3 separate regions of the Rattus norvegicus genome follow, and regions 2 and 3 are each linked to region 1. A link is a contact called in public Hi-C data. All regions are on one chromosome and are shown on one strand. The core of a region is the stretch at or near the end of the contact, and the rest is flanking DNA. Distances in the headings are between cores, read along the strand shown. Region 1 holds the start of Smim47 (small integral membrane protein 47). Region 2 holds the start of Garin5a (golgi associated RAB2 interactor 5A). Region 3 has its middle 4.2 kb from the start of Trnaa-agc69.

Region 1 (3,697 bases), core at 419-2,918:
GGAGAGAGGTCAGCAGGAGGCTCAGTCTCCTGCAAAGTCAATCCCTGTTGCCAATTAGAATCTGGGAAAATAGTCTGACATCGCCACCTTACGGCTATTTCTGGTTTTGCGCACAAGGAATCCTTGCATTGGAGGACAAAGGATGCTGTTACTGGCTCTCATCGAGAGCACGACCGCTAGTTCTGCTTGATCTCAATTTGCTTGTGACCCACTAAAATTGCACGGATCTGAACTACAAGGATTTGCGAATATGTTCGTGATTGGAAATTTCTAGTCCTTGTCCAGAAGACCCAGAGCATACAAATGAACTTTCTTGGGCAGGTGTGTCTGTCCCTCAGGGCACTCACTCCCTTGGGAAGGTTGGAGGAGGCAGGAAGGTGATGGAGTGCGCTGCTAACAGATTCCCTCTATTTGGGGTTCTGGACACTTCTATCAGATAGGGATTTGATGGCAGGTGATAACGGTTCAATAGGAGTTTGCTAAGACAAGAGAGAAAAAAAAGGAAGAAATATTAGCATTTCTTAAGATAACCAGGAAAGGAATTACATCCACTTAGACTCTCCACATACAGTCACAACATCTGCCCACACCGTTGATCTCTGGCAGTCCTTAGCGTGGCCTTCCTTTAAACAGATTTGCACCTTTGCTGGGAAGGAGTGCTCAGAGAGACAAGCCTGAAATCCTGAGCAAGCTGTTTAGTGCCAGATGGAGAATCAAACCCTGGAAATTCTTCTCTGTGCCCTGGCACTCACAGCTGAAATGCCCCTTAAATACTCATGTGACCTAAAGGTTCCTACTTATTCTTCAAGACCCACTTCTCCTTCAGACCCAGGGGTCCAAGCTCCAGCACTCCTCCCTCAGACCCAGAGGTTCAGACTCCAGCACTTCTCCCTCAGACACAGGACTCCAAGCCCAATTCTCCACCCAAAGACTTAGAGATCCAGGGCCCAGCCTCCTCCCACAGACTTGGAGGTCCAGGGCCCAGCCTCCTCCCACAGATTTTGAGATTCAGGGCCCAGCCTCCTTTCTCAGACTCAGATGTTCAGGGCCCAGCCTCTTCCCTCAGACTCAGAGGCCCAGAGCCCAGTTTCTCACAGATTTGGAGCAACAGGTCCCAAGCCTCCTCCCTCAGATCTAGGGGCCAGGTCTCTACTTTTCACCTTCCTGCTGAGATCCATGGTTGTGTGGACCTATGAGGAACAGGGTTGTAGGGAGCAGAGCTTAGGGAGCAGGAAGCCTTGGTCTGGTGCTGTTAACATTTATTGGATCTTAGAGGCCAGAGCAATGGCAGAGCAGGCGGGGGCCAAGCTGGTGGACTGGGGAGCCATGCCTTCTTACTGCTGAGCCTAGAGCAGAGATAGAGGTGTGATGTAGACACATGGCAACTCAGTACAGAAAAAGCTTCAGGGCCAAATGAAGAGAGACAAGAGAGACAGACCCCTCCTACACCCACCTCCCCCTCACCTTGTTGAAGAAGTAGATGGAGGCTAGGATGGTTAACACGGCCATGGCCAAGGTCACATTCTGGGGGAGGAGGTCAGGAGTCAGCTCCCTCCCCTCCCTATCCCCACCCCTGCCCCAGTCCCTTCACCTGTCCTCACTTCCTGCAAGTTCATAGCCATGGGTCCTAGCCACACAGCACTTGACCTGCCTCCCTCAGACCTCTGAGTCCGACAGGAAAGAGTCTCCAAGAATGGGAGGGGGTTGTCGGGGAGACCAGAATGGTGACCATGGTGACCAGGGAAGGGCATTTTGGGTAGAAGAGACATTGGAACTGGGGATTGGGAGGAAGGGGATGTAGGTGTGTAGTGTCACCCATGGGACCTAAATCCAGCATCAGGACTTATGAGATTGGAGAGTACAGACCTGGATCTCCACACTGGGTCCCATTTTCTTCCCTAGAGTGTGCTGGGGAGCCAGGGGAGAGTTGTGAGCTGGGAAGGGACAGATAGCCTCTGGTATCTTGAGGCAGGAGAATGACTGAGGTATGAAGAAGGGGTCCAATGGCACAGGCAAAATGGCATGCTTGTGTCTGCCAGATGCAAGGGTGGGAATGACAGTTGGGACTTAGACTAGAATTTGGTCCCCAGCTTGTGAAAATGGCAGAATGTGCACCCTGGTGTGAAGCATGGTGGCAGTGGCAGCTTCTGACCTCTGGACCACAGGGACAGCCAGGCACTTTGACTCTGACCACCCAGTGTTCTTTGTAGGTTCCAAATTCTTTCCTCTCTATACCTTTCCTCTTATAACTTTCAGGTTCTTAGAGGTGCAGCCGAGAGGGGAGATACACGTGTGTGTGGAACTGCCTTCATCCCCCACTAATTGCTACCGGCTGTGCACAGAGGGATGCACCACTGGAGGAGCCCAGTTCTTTGCAGTGTCCTCAGGCTGGAGACTCAGGGGACATACATGGTGAGAAGCCTCCTGCGGTGATGCCTGTGTGGGCTTGAACCCCAGCTCTGACGGCTGTCAGTGGAATGACCTTCAGTGAGTCACAAAGATGTCTTTGCCATTTTTTTCTAATGTAAAGAAAACATATCCCCCAGGAAAGGAGCTAGGGCAGGGCTCAGTGGGTGTATACTTACCTTTTAAGCATGAGGACCTGAGTTTGATTCCCTAGCATGCCTATAAAAAGCCAGGCATGGTGCTTGTGCCTCGGCACTAGGACGTAGAGACTGGAAGATCCCGGGGTTTGTTGGCCAAATGAGTGAACTCCAGGTTGAGTGAGAATGATCAGAATAAGTGAAAAGCAATCAAACAAGACATTTGACATTGACCTCTGACCTCTCCACACGGAGAACTTCTGTTTGTGGTGCAGGTGTTTCTCCAGCCCAGGGTGGGAAGACAGCTCAAGAGTCTCACAAAACTCAAGACATTTTTCCAGATTCACCTGATACAGAAGAAGTAGATGGTTGCTGGAGAGAAGGCTCTTTTTAAAAAAGATTTATTAATTTATTATGCATATAGCATTCTGTCTGCATGTATGCCTGCCGGTGAGAAGAGGGCACCAGATCTCGTGGTTATCTGGCTAGATGGTTGTGAGCCACCATGTGGTTGCTGGGAATTGAACTCAGGACCTCTGGAAAAGCAGCCAGTGCTCTTAACCTCTGAGCCATCTCTCCAGCACTCAAGACAGAATTCTTAAGTGGAGCTGCCTTTGAGGTGCACAGAGGACCCCCAGTGACACATCTGTCCTCCTCGCACCGTCTGTCTAGGACATTCCAGTGTGGGTGCAGCGGCTGCTTTTGAGTCACAATCCTGTGAGTGACACCAGTAAATGAACTGGTTCACCATGCTGGACATGGAGTAATTTCTTGGGTCAGCAACGCTGCTGTCCTTTCGGGACTGGAATTCAAAGTCACCAGTTCCAGAGGATCCAACGCCTTCTTCTGGCCTCCACGGATACTTCATGCACATACATAAAAACACATAAAATAAAAATAAATAAGTCACGGCTGGATGTAGTGAAGCCCACCTTTAATCCCAGCCCTTGCGAGGCAGAGATCTGTGAGTTTGAGGACAGCCTGTCTACATAGTGAGTTCTAGGACAGCTAGGGCTACATGGTGAGATCTTGTCTCAAACCACCACTTCAAAAAAAAAAAAAATCTCAAAAAGTAAACAGCTAGATTCCCTCTAAGCTGAGCCCTCCCAACTCTTGACCCATAAGGCCCATGAGCAATGACTGTCTTAAGATAC
Region 2 (3,697 bases), core at 732-3,231, 240 kb before region 1:
TTAAGACAAAGTCTCATATAGTCTTGGGTAACTGGAATTTGTATTTCAGGCTGCCTCTCAAGTGCTGTGATTAAACATGTGGTCCACTGTGTCCAGCTAAATCCTTCTATTCTTTCCTTCCTCCCTTCCCTTTTTGCATGTGGTGGTCACAGGTTAGTGACTTGCATGTGCATGTGCACTTGCATGTGCTGGTCACATGTGGTGGTCACAGGTTAATGCTAAGGGTCTTCCTTCCTCTATCATTCTCCCACCTCATTTTTGGAGAGTTTTCACTTAACCTGGAGCCCAATGACTGGAGAGACTGGCTGGCTAGCAAGCTCCAAGCCTATCTCTGTCTCTCCCAACACTGGGATTTCCGTGGTTCTTGGCTTTTTAATATGGCTGGGATGACAAGCCTGTACCACTAGGCCTGGCCCTTTTCTATTTTCTCCCTGTCTTTTATGAACTGAGATAGGATGAGAAAGGATTCAGGTCTCCACAAATACCAGAGTGTGTACATGTAGCTACAAGTGTGTAAATGTTTCCTGTTTGCAGCTGAAATGGGACAAGGCCTAGGCTGGGGAAAGGGATGTTCTGTGTGGGGTTTGTACTTGGTGGTATTGATTTTCACAAGTTTTCAATGAGAGGGGCAGAGCAGAGCAGTGGACTGTAAGGAGCCTCAGGTTCTAGTCCTGATATCTGTGAGACCCTGAGCCATGGACCCAGTCTTTGAGCCTTACTTTATCTCTCTGGGACAGAGTAGTACTTGGAAAGCAGAAAGCATTGTGTAAACAGTCACCATCCTGACCCTGTGATGTCACCGAGGACTGTCCTCCCTCATCTTGTCTGACTTCTGACCTCTGTGAAGTGCCCTGTCATTTTTCTTAGTGGAGAAGTCTGGTGGTGCACTTGGTCCCCGGAGCCTAGGTGGCAAAATGTCGACAGGGAGGTTGGAGGAAGTTGGGACTTGAAGGGGCAGTCACCCGAGGAGCTGCAGGTGTCCATTCTCCTTGTCAGGGCCGGCTAGCAGCAGCAGGTCTGGCAGCTCCAGGGCAGGGCTAGAGGCTGCCACCCCCATGGTGACCTTGTTGGCGACTTCTCCAAACCGGGTCACCTGGGGCCAGAGGTTAGAGGCACGATAGATGGAGAACAGAATTCAACAGGGATCTGATGGGTGTTGGGAATCTCGACAGAGTGACAGGTCGTGAACTAGTGGAGACCAGGTTAGGAGCTGGGAATGTGGCTCAGTATATAAGCACATGCCTAGAATCCCCCAGTGAGGGGCTGCACTAAGGGGTAGAGCCCCTGCCTAATTTGAGTGAAGCTCTGGGTAACACCCACATTACCACTAAAAAGAAAAAAGAAAGTTGTGGGCTAGAGATGTTAGGATCAAAGGACAAGAACCATATGTGTGTACAGTCAAGGAAACTGAGACAAAGGCTTCTGAAGCCACAAAAAGCCCAGCGGGCTCAGAAATTATGTGGAACACTTGGAGTTCCAAAGAGTGATAAATGACTGGGGCTCCGTACATCAACGGGTTGGAGGTCCGGGGCTCCACACCTGCACGAAGTTGCTCTCAAAGATGGGAAAGTCGCGCAGCTGGTCGAACTCGCCGCTCAGGAGGTGGCGCTGGAGTCGCCCAGGGCGGCACGGGGCGTAGGCTTGAGCCAAGGGGCGGTCTGCAGGGGCGAAGGGTTGGCATCCACTCCAGGATGCCAGGTACCTGTACTCTGACCGGGGGCGCACGCGGGGCAAAGGCCTCCGCATTGCTGGCCCCATGCCTTCCCCGGCTCCCTCACTAGGGCCAACCCCTCCAGGCAGAACTCCTTTTGTCACCTTCCATCCCCTCCGAACTAGTCTCACCTGCTCTGCCGGAAGCCGGCTTAAGATCTCGTCCGCCCTTCATCGCCACGCCCCGGCCCTGGGTAGTAGGAACGCCGGGTGAAGCCTGGGACAGACAGATAAAGGGTGGGGCCTAGAGCTTGTGACTTTACAATAGGTGGCCCAGCGTTCCTTGACGTCATGAACGTCACCTCTCTCCGAGGCTGTGTCACCGGGGACGTGAACCCTAGAGGCCCGGATGGAGAAATGGCCATCCTAACTGCGGGAGCAGGCGAACGGGCGCTAGTGCGCAGGCGCGGCATGCGGCGCAGGCGCACGAGCCTCAGGATGAGATCTGTGTTTCCTAGGGTGCTGTATGGCGCTCGGCTCTTCCCAGCGCTTCGGTATGGTGGCCGCGGGTGCCGGCGTGACCCAGCTGCTAGTGCTCTTGTTGATGGTAGCCGCGGTTCCTAGCAGAGCCCGGGGCAGCGGCTGCCGGGTCGGAGCCGCCGCGCGCGGGGTGAGTGCTAGTGGCCGGGGCGGGGCGGCCTCCTGTGGGTGCTAGATGGCCTTCTCATGAATATTCATGAAAGGATGTGGTTTGCTTGGAACTTGGGCTGCGTGGCTTGGTGGTGCTAGCTAGCCTTTCATCTCAGTGCTCCGGAGGCTGAGGCTGGAGGATCAAGGAGTTTAAGGCTAACTTGGGCTGCTTGAGATCGTCTCAAAAATACAAAAATGGGGGTGTGATGGTGCACGCTTTCAATACTTCTATTCAGGTGGCAGAGGCAGGTGGATTTCTGAGTTCCAGGCCAACCTAGTACAAAGGGAGTTCTAGGCCAGACAGGGCTACATAGTGAGACCCTAACTCAATAAGTAAATAATAAAGCTATGGTAGGGCAGGGAAGCAGTGCCGTTGTGCAATGGGTGGAGTCATGTTCCTGAATATGCATGAGGAAGCCAGGTGCTGTAGGATGCCTGGGTAGGAGAAGCTTTAAATTAAGACATCTAAGGCATAGCCCTGGGCGTGGGGTGCAATCTTGACAACCTAGGTGTGCAAGGTCACCCTGGGTTACTTAAGGCCCTGTTTCAAAAAACCCAAAAATGGGGTGCTGGAGAAATGGGGCCAAGAGAACTGGCCGCTTTTCTGGAGTACCTGCGTTCGATTTCTAGCACCCATCTGGAGGCTCACAACTGCCTGTTAACTTCCGTTCCTGGGTATTGGACATTGTGTCCAATACCCAGGAACTTGCAAACATCTGTGCACAAAATTAAAAAAAGAAAAACCACAAAAAATTAAGTTGTTGTTGGTGCTTATCTGTAATCCCAAGCACTCAGTAGACGTAGGCAGGAGAGAAGTGGAATTCTTGACAATGTGAATGGTTGGGGTATGAACACGTGCCAAGGATGCCAGTGCCTGTGAATTCATGAATGGGGAGCAGAGTGTGGTGGTGCTTGCCTGTATTAGCACTAGGTGGTGGAGGTGCAAGAATTGTGGATTAGAGGCTAACTTGGGCTTTGCAGTGAGACTCTCAAAAACAAAAAGATAATGACCTGGGCATTGGACGGTAGAGTAACGGCTTGTAGGGTTTTCTTTGTGCTATGGAAATCAACGACATGAATATTCATGAACCCAGGGAAAGCCCTTGTGATTGGATGTGAGCATGAAGCTAAGGCTTGTCCTTCAGCCTGTCATTCTGTCCTGGTGTCAGTGGATTCTGCCCTGTCCAGAGCTCGAGTGGTTCTTACTTGGGGTCCTTGTCTCTCCTGCAGGTGGGAGCTGATGGCCATGAAGCTGAGGGCTGTGGCACTGTGGCATTGCTGCTGGAACATTCATTTGAGATTGGTGAGATCAGTGGGTCTTCAACCTTACACATATCCTTTGGCGGAGAGCCAAAAC
Region 3 (3,697 bases), core at 596-3,095, 220 kb before region 1:
GGAGGAAAGGAAGAGGATATATAGATGAGGAAGATGTGCTGGAGGAAGAGAAGGAATAGAGGGAGGAAATGGAGGAAGAACAAGACATGGGTGAGGAAGAGAGGGTAAGGAAAGAAGAGGTGGGAGAGGAGGAGCAGAGAATTCAGAGATACAATAGGAGCAGAGGGAGAGAGAGAGGATGAGGAGAAAGGGGCAGATGAGGAGGCGGAATGGAGGAGAGATGGGTAAGAAAACAGGAAGAAGGAAAAAGAAAAAAGGAGGAGTTGTAGAAAGAGGAGAAGGAGAAAGCAAAGGAGCAGAAAGAAGATGGGAATGAAGAAGCTAAAGAAATTGGGGATGGAAGTGGAGGAGGAAGAAGAGATATAGGAGGAGAAGATGGAGGAGAGAAGGAGGGGCAGAAGAACATGCAGAAAGAGAGGAGGTAGGGAAGAGGAGGAGGAAAACGGAAAGGAGGAAGAGAATAGGGGAGAAGGAGGAAATAAAAGAGGAAAGAGGAGGAAAGAGAGAAGATGAAAGTACAGGAGGAGAAGGAAATGGAGAGGAAGAGGAGAAAGATGGAGAAGAGGAAGAGGAAAACAAGGAGAAAGGAAGAGGAAGAGGAGGAGGAAGAGGAAGGAAGCGAAGGAGGGGAGGCTGCAGTGTCTGAGTCTGTGATGACAGGAGTTCCCACACGTCAGGTACTGTGCTGGACGCGAGGAGCTTCATGTAGTCATATCATGTGGGCAGAGATGGGAAGAGGTCAAAGGAAGACGGCATGTGACAGAGAGTGACAGAGCCACAGAGTGAGAGTCGTGGGAGGGGTGCAGGGAGGGGACAAAGAGGACAGGAGGTAACCCAGGCTAGCTGTTAAAAGAAGCCACTCCTTTCCACCATCTTTCCACTGCTTCTGCATCAGTTCCTGGTGGAGAGTGCTGGTCCCTGCCTAGCTCTGAAGCCTGTTTGTTGGCCCATCCTCACCCTAGCTGTGCTCCCAATGGGCACCTCGCCCCTCTGCCTGAAATAGTTGTTGCTTTCTCTGCAGAGGAGGAGCTAGGGAGCCAAGAGAGGCATAGGTGTGGATTGCTTGGCACACAGTCAGTGCTCAATCAGTGCCCCTTCCCTTCCTGGGTGGGAGAGCCAGTAGGAAGCAGAGGACAGAAGGAAGTGTTTATAAAAAGCTTAGCACACAGCTGGTGCCCAATGTATGCCCATATTTCCCAGGCAGAGAGAAGCAGGAAGCAGAGGCTGGCAGAGACCATTGTCAGTGAAGAATGGAGGACAAGAGAGAGAACGCATACCAGAACTGTGCTCAATAAATGCGTTCTTTGTCTTGGAAGAGAGTGGAGAAAACAGCGAGGGGGAGGGGAAGGGAGGGGGGGAAGGGAAAGGAGGGTGTGATGAGGTAAAGAAGTGAGTGGAGTGACTAGTATACAGTAGGGGCTCAAGGTGTGTTCATTCCTTCTCCCAGGAGGGTAGAAAGGAGAGGATGATGATGAAAGAGATGATGGTGGGGTGTGTGGGAGCAGGGACAAGAGGGAAAGGAGTCTGGAGTCTGGGACCCCCGTACACAGTAGGTGCTCATAAGATTTCTAGTGGGGAGGGGCCATGCAAATCGGAAGGGGAGAAAGGACATAGTGGAGGCACAGCAGAGCTAGGACAGGAAGTGTAGAGGCAAGGCACAGAGAGGATGGCCGAACACCAGGGTGACCAGAATAATGAAAGGGTCCTGGGCTCAGGCAAGGACAGGAGGCTGGATGTAGTAGATGCCCTAGGCCTGGTCCCCAGGGTCACTCTCCTGCTGAGAGCCACTGGCCCCTCTGAAGGAGGCGGAGGCAGGAGCCCCCAGCTGTCAGGACAGGAGACAAGGGTGCATTGTCCTGGTGCTGGCACAGCCTGGCCCAAGGGGGAGGGGAGCCTGGTCTGCCTGGTGTAGGGTGCTGCCTGGCCTCGACATCCCATGACCTGTTGTCCCTCATCTGGGCTGACTTCTCTCCCTGCCTTTCTGGTCTTGAGTCCTTGGTTTCCACCCCTCTGTCCTGTTGTGTGGGGCAGGAGGGGCTGCCCCTGCTGCCAGTAATGAGCCCCTTAACCAGGATTGGGGCTCCGCATGAGTGGGGGCAGAGGGGGAAGGAAAGACGGAGGCAGAGAAGGGAGAGCCAGGACAGAACCAGCTTTATTCAGGAGAGAACACAGGGCTCAGGCCCCAGCAGAGAGGGAGTCAGAAAGGGAGGAAGAGAGACCTGAAAATAGGGGATAGGGAGGAAGGGGTGGGGAACAAGCAAGCTGAGATAGAGACAGGAATAAAAGAGAGACAGAGAGACAGACAGTGAGAAAGAGACAGAGAAAGGCAGAGACAAGAGAGAGACTGTCAGAAACGGAAAGAGAAATGAAGAGCGAAGGAGAATCAGGTCAAGAGACAGACACATGGAAGGAACATCAGAGACAGGAAAAATTAGGCTGAGAGAGGCAGAGATGGAGAAAGGCAAAAAAATAAGGGGGGATAGAAAATCTGCGAGAAAGATGGAGAGACAGAGGCAGAGAGCGAAACAGATGGAAAGAGGCAGAAAGAGAAAGATAGAGATGGGGAATCAGATATGCACATGTGCGTGCGTGCACACACACACATAGAGACAGATGGACACAGATACATACACATGAGAGAGAGAGACAGAGACAGAGACAGAGAGAGACGGAGATGAAGAGACAGAGACAGAGAGAGACAGAGACAGAGATACACAGAGAGACAGAGAGAGACAGAGACAGAGATACACAGAGAGACACACAGATGGAGATGAAGAGACAGAGACACAGAGACAGAGACACAGAGAGAGACAGAGAGACATGGAGATGAAGAGACAGGCAAAGTGAGGCAGAGAGAGAGAGAGAGAGGGAGACAGACACAGACAAAGACACAAAGACACAGAGAGACAGAGAGAGACACACAGAGACAGATGCACACAAGAGAGACACAGAGAGATACAGAGAGAGAAGGAGAGAGAGAGAAGGAGAGAGGGAGAGAGAGAGAGAGAAAGAGAGAGAGAGATAGAGAGAGAGAGAGAGATAGAGAGATAGATATGAAGAAACAGGCAGAGTGAGGTGGCACAGGAGAGGATGGAGAGTGTGGAAGGCAGGAGCCCAGTCAGGAGAGGCAAGCAGACAGGTGGAGAGACACTGGGCGCCTTTTGAGCCCCAGCACAGCAGGACCCTCTCACCTGGCCATGGTGTCTGCACCCCCAACCCTAGCCAAAGCCCTGCAATTTAAGGGGCACCATAGGGGCGGGCCCTGTCTCTATCCACACCTTATCTGGCCAGACCCTGGCCTTGCAGCTAAATCGAGCCTCAGCTGTCAGCACCAGCAGCAACAGCTGCACAGGCAGCCGTGACACAACCTCCCCTCTCATGGCCTGTGCCCCAGGCCCCTGGGGGTCAGCATGGAGGCCCATACCCTCAGCAGGGAAGCCTCATGAACCCCTAGTTTCAGGACAGGCCTTGTCATGCATGCTAGGGCTCTCAGGAGTGGGGTGTCAGTTGGGGGCACCAAGTCTGCACTAAGGGCAAATAGGCATCGAACCAGTGTGAAGGCCGCACCCGGCCCTCCAGAGGCTCCTCATTCAGGACCTTATTTGGTCACAGTGGAGGGTGCACCTGGGCTGTCACAGGCTCACCACTCAGGCCGAGAATAGAAACACTCAGGGAGCCCTGCCAGTTGTCCTCTACC

Evidence for each region. A called contact is a pair of places that touch in the nucleus more often than the background predicts.
Region 2: a Hi-C map of the A7r5 cell line shows a contact between it and region 1, with 6 times the contacts expected there. The contact joins the promoter of Garin5a here to the promoter of Smim47 in region 1. A contact is called at or near these places in 8 of 12 Hi-C or Micro-C datasets (the A7r5 cell line, the Rat2 cell line, Schwann cells and 5 more).
Region 3: a contact with region 1 is called in a Hi-C map of prefrontal cortex, with 4 times the contacts expected there. The contact joins the enhancer-like site here to the promoter of Smim47 in region 1. A contact is called at or near these places in 8 of 12 Hi-C or Micro-C datasets (the A7r5 cell line, the Rat2 cell line, Schwann cells and 5 more).

The regions. Positions count from the first base shown.
Region 1 is chr1:103,879,213-103,882,909 of GRCr8, reverse strand. It overlaps Smim47 (small integral membrane protein 47), which reads right to left and starts at 1,668. Exons shown (of 3, transcript NM_001384852.1): 1 at 1,602-1,668; 2 at 1,465-1,524; 3 at 1,243-1,346. The coding sequence starts at 1,616. The coding sequence ends at 1,335. Acp4 (acid phosphatase 4) reads left to right here and starts at 1,754. Exons shown (of 12, transcript NM_001107510.2): 1 at 1,754-1,985; 2 at 2,257-2,412. The coding sequence starts at 2,347.
Region 2 is chr1:104,123,785-104,127,481 of GRCr8, reverse strand. It overlaps Garin5a (golgi associated RAB2 interactor 5A), which reads right to left and starts at 1,981. Exons shown (of 5, transcript NM_001400842.1): 1 at 1,843-1,981; 2 at 1,540-1,658; 3 at 963-1,093. The coding sequence starts at 1,885. It overlaps Emc10 (ER membrane protein complex subunit 10), which reads left to right and starts at 2,114. Exons shown (of 7, transcript NM_001004221.2): 1 at 2,114-2,320; 2 at 3,571-3,643. The coding sequence starts at 2,177.
Region 3 is chr1:104,102,824-104,106,520 of GRCr8, reverse strand. No RefSeq gene overlaps it. Among named protein-coding and RNA genes, the nearest start is that of Trnaa-agc69, 4.2 kb to the left of the region's middle. Within about 2 kb of position 1,845, at least 55 of the 93 cell types and tissues checked have an H3K27ac peak or open chromatin away from gene starts, as enhancers often do. A contact at or near this core is called in the A7r5 cell line, Schwann cells and prefrontal cortex, where this site is marked.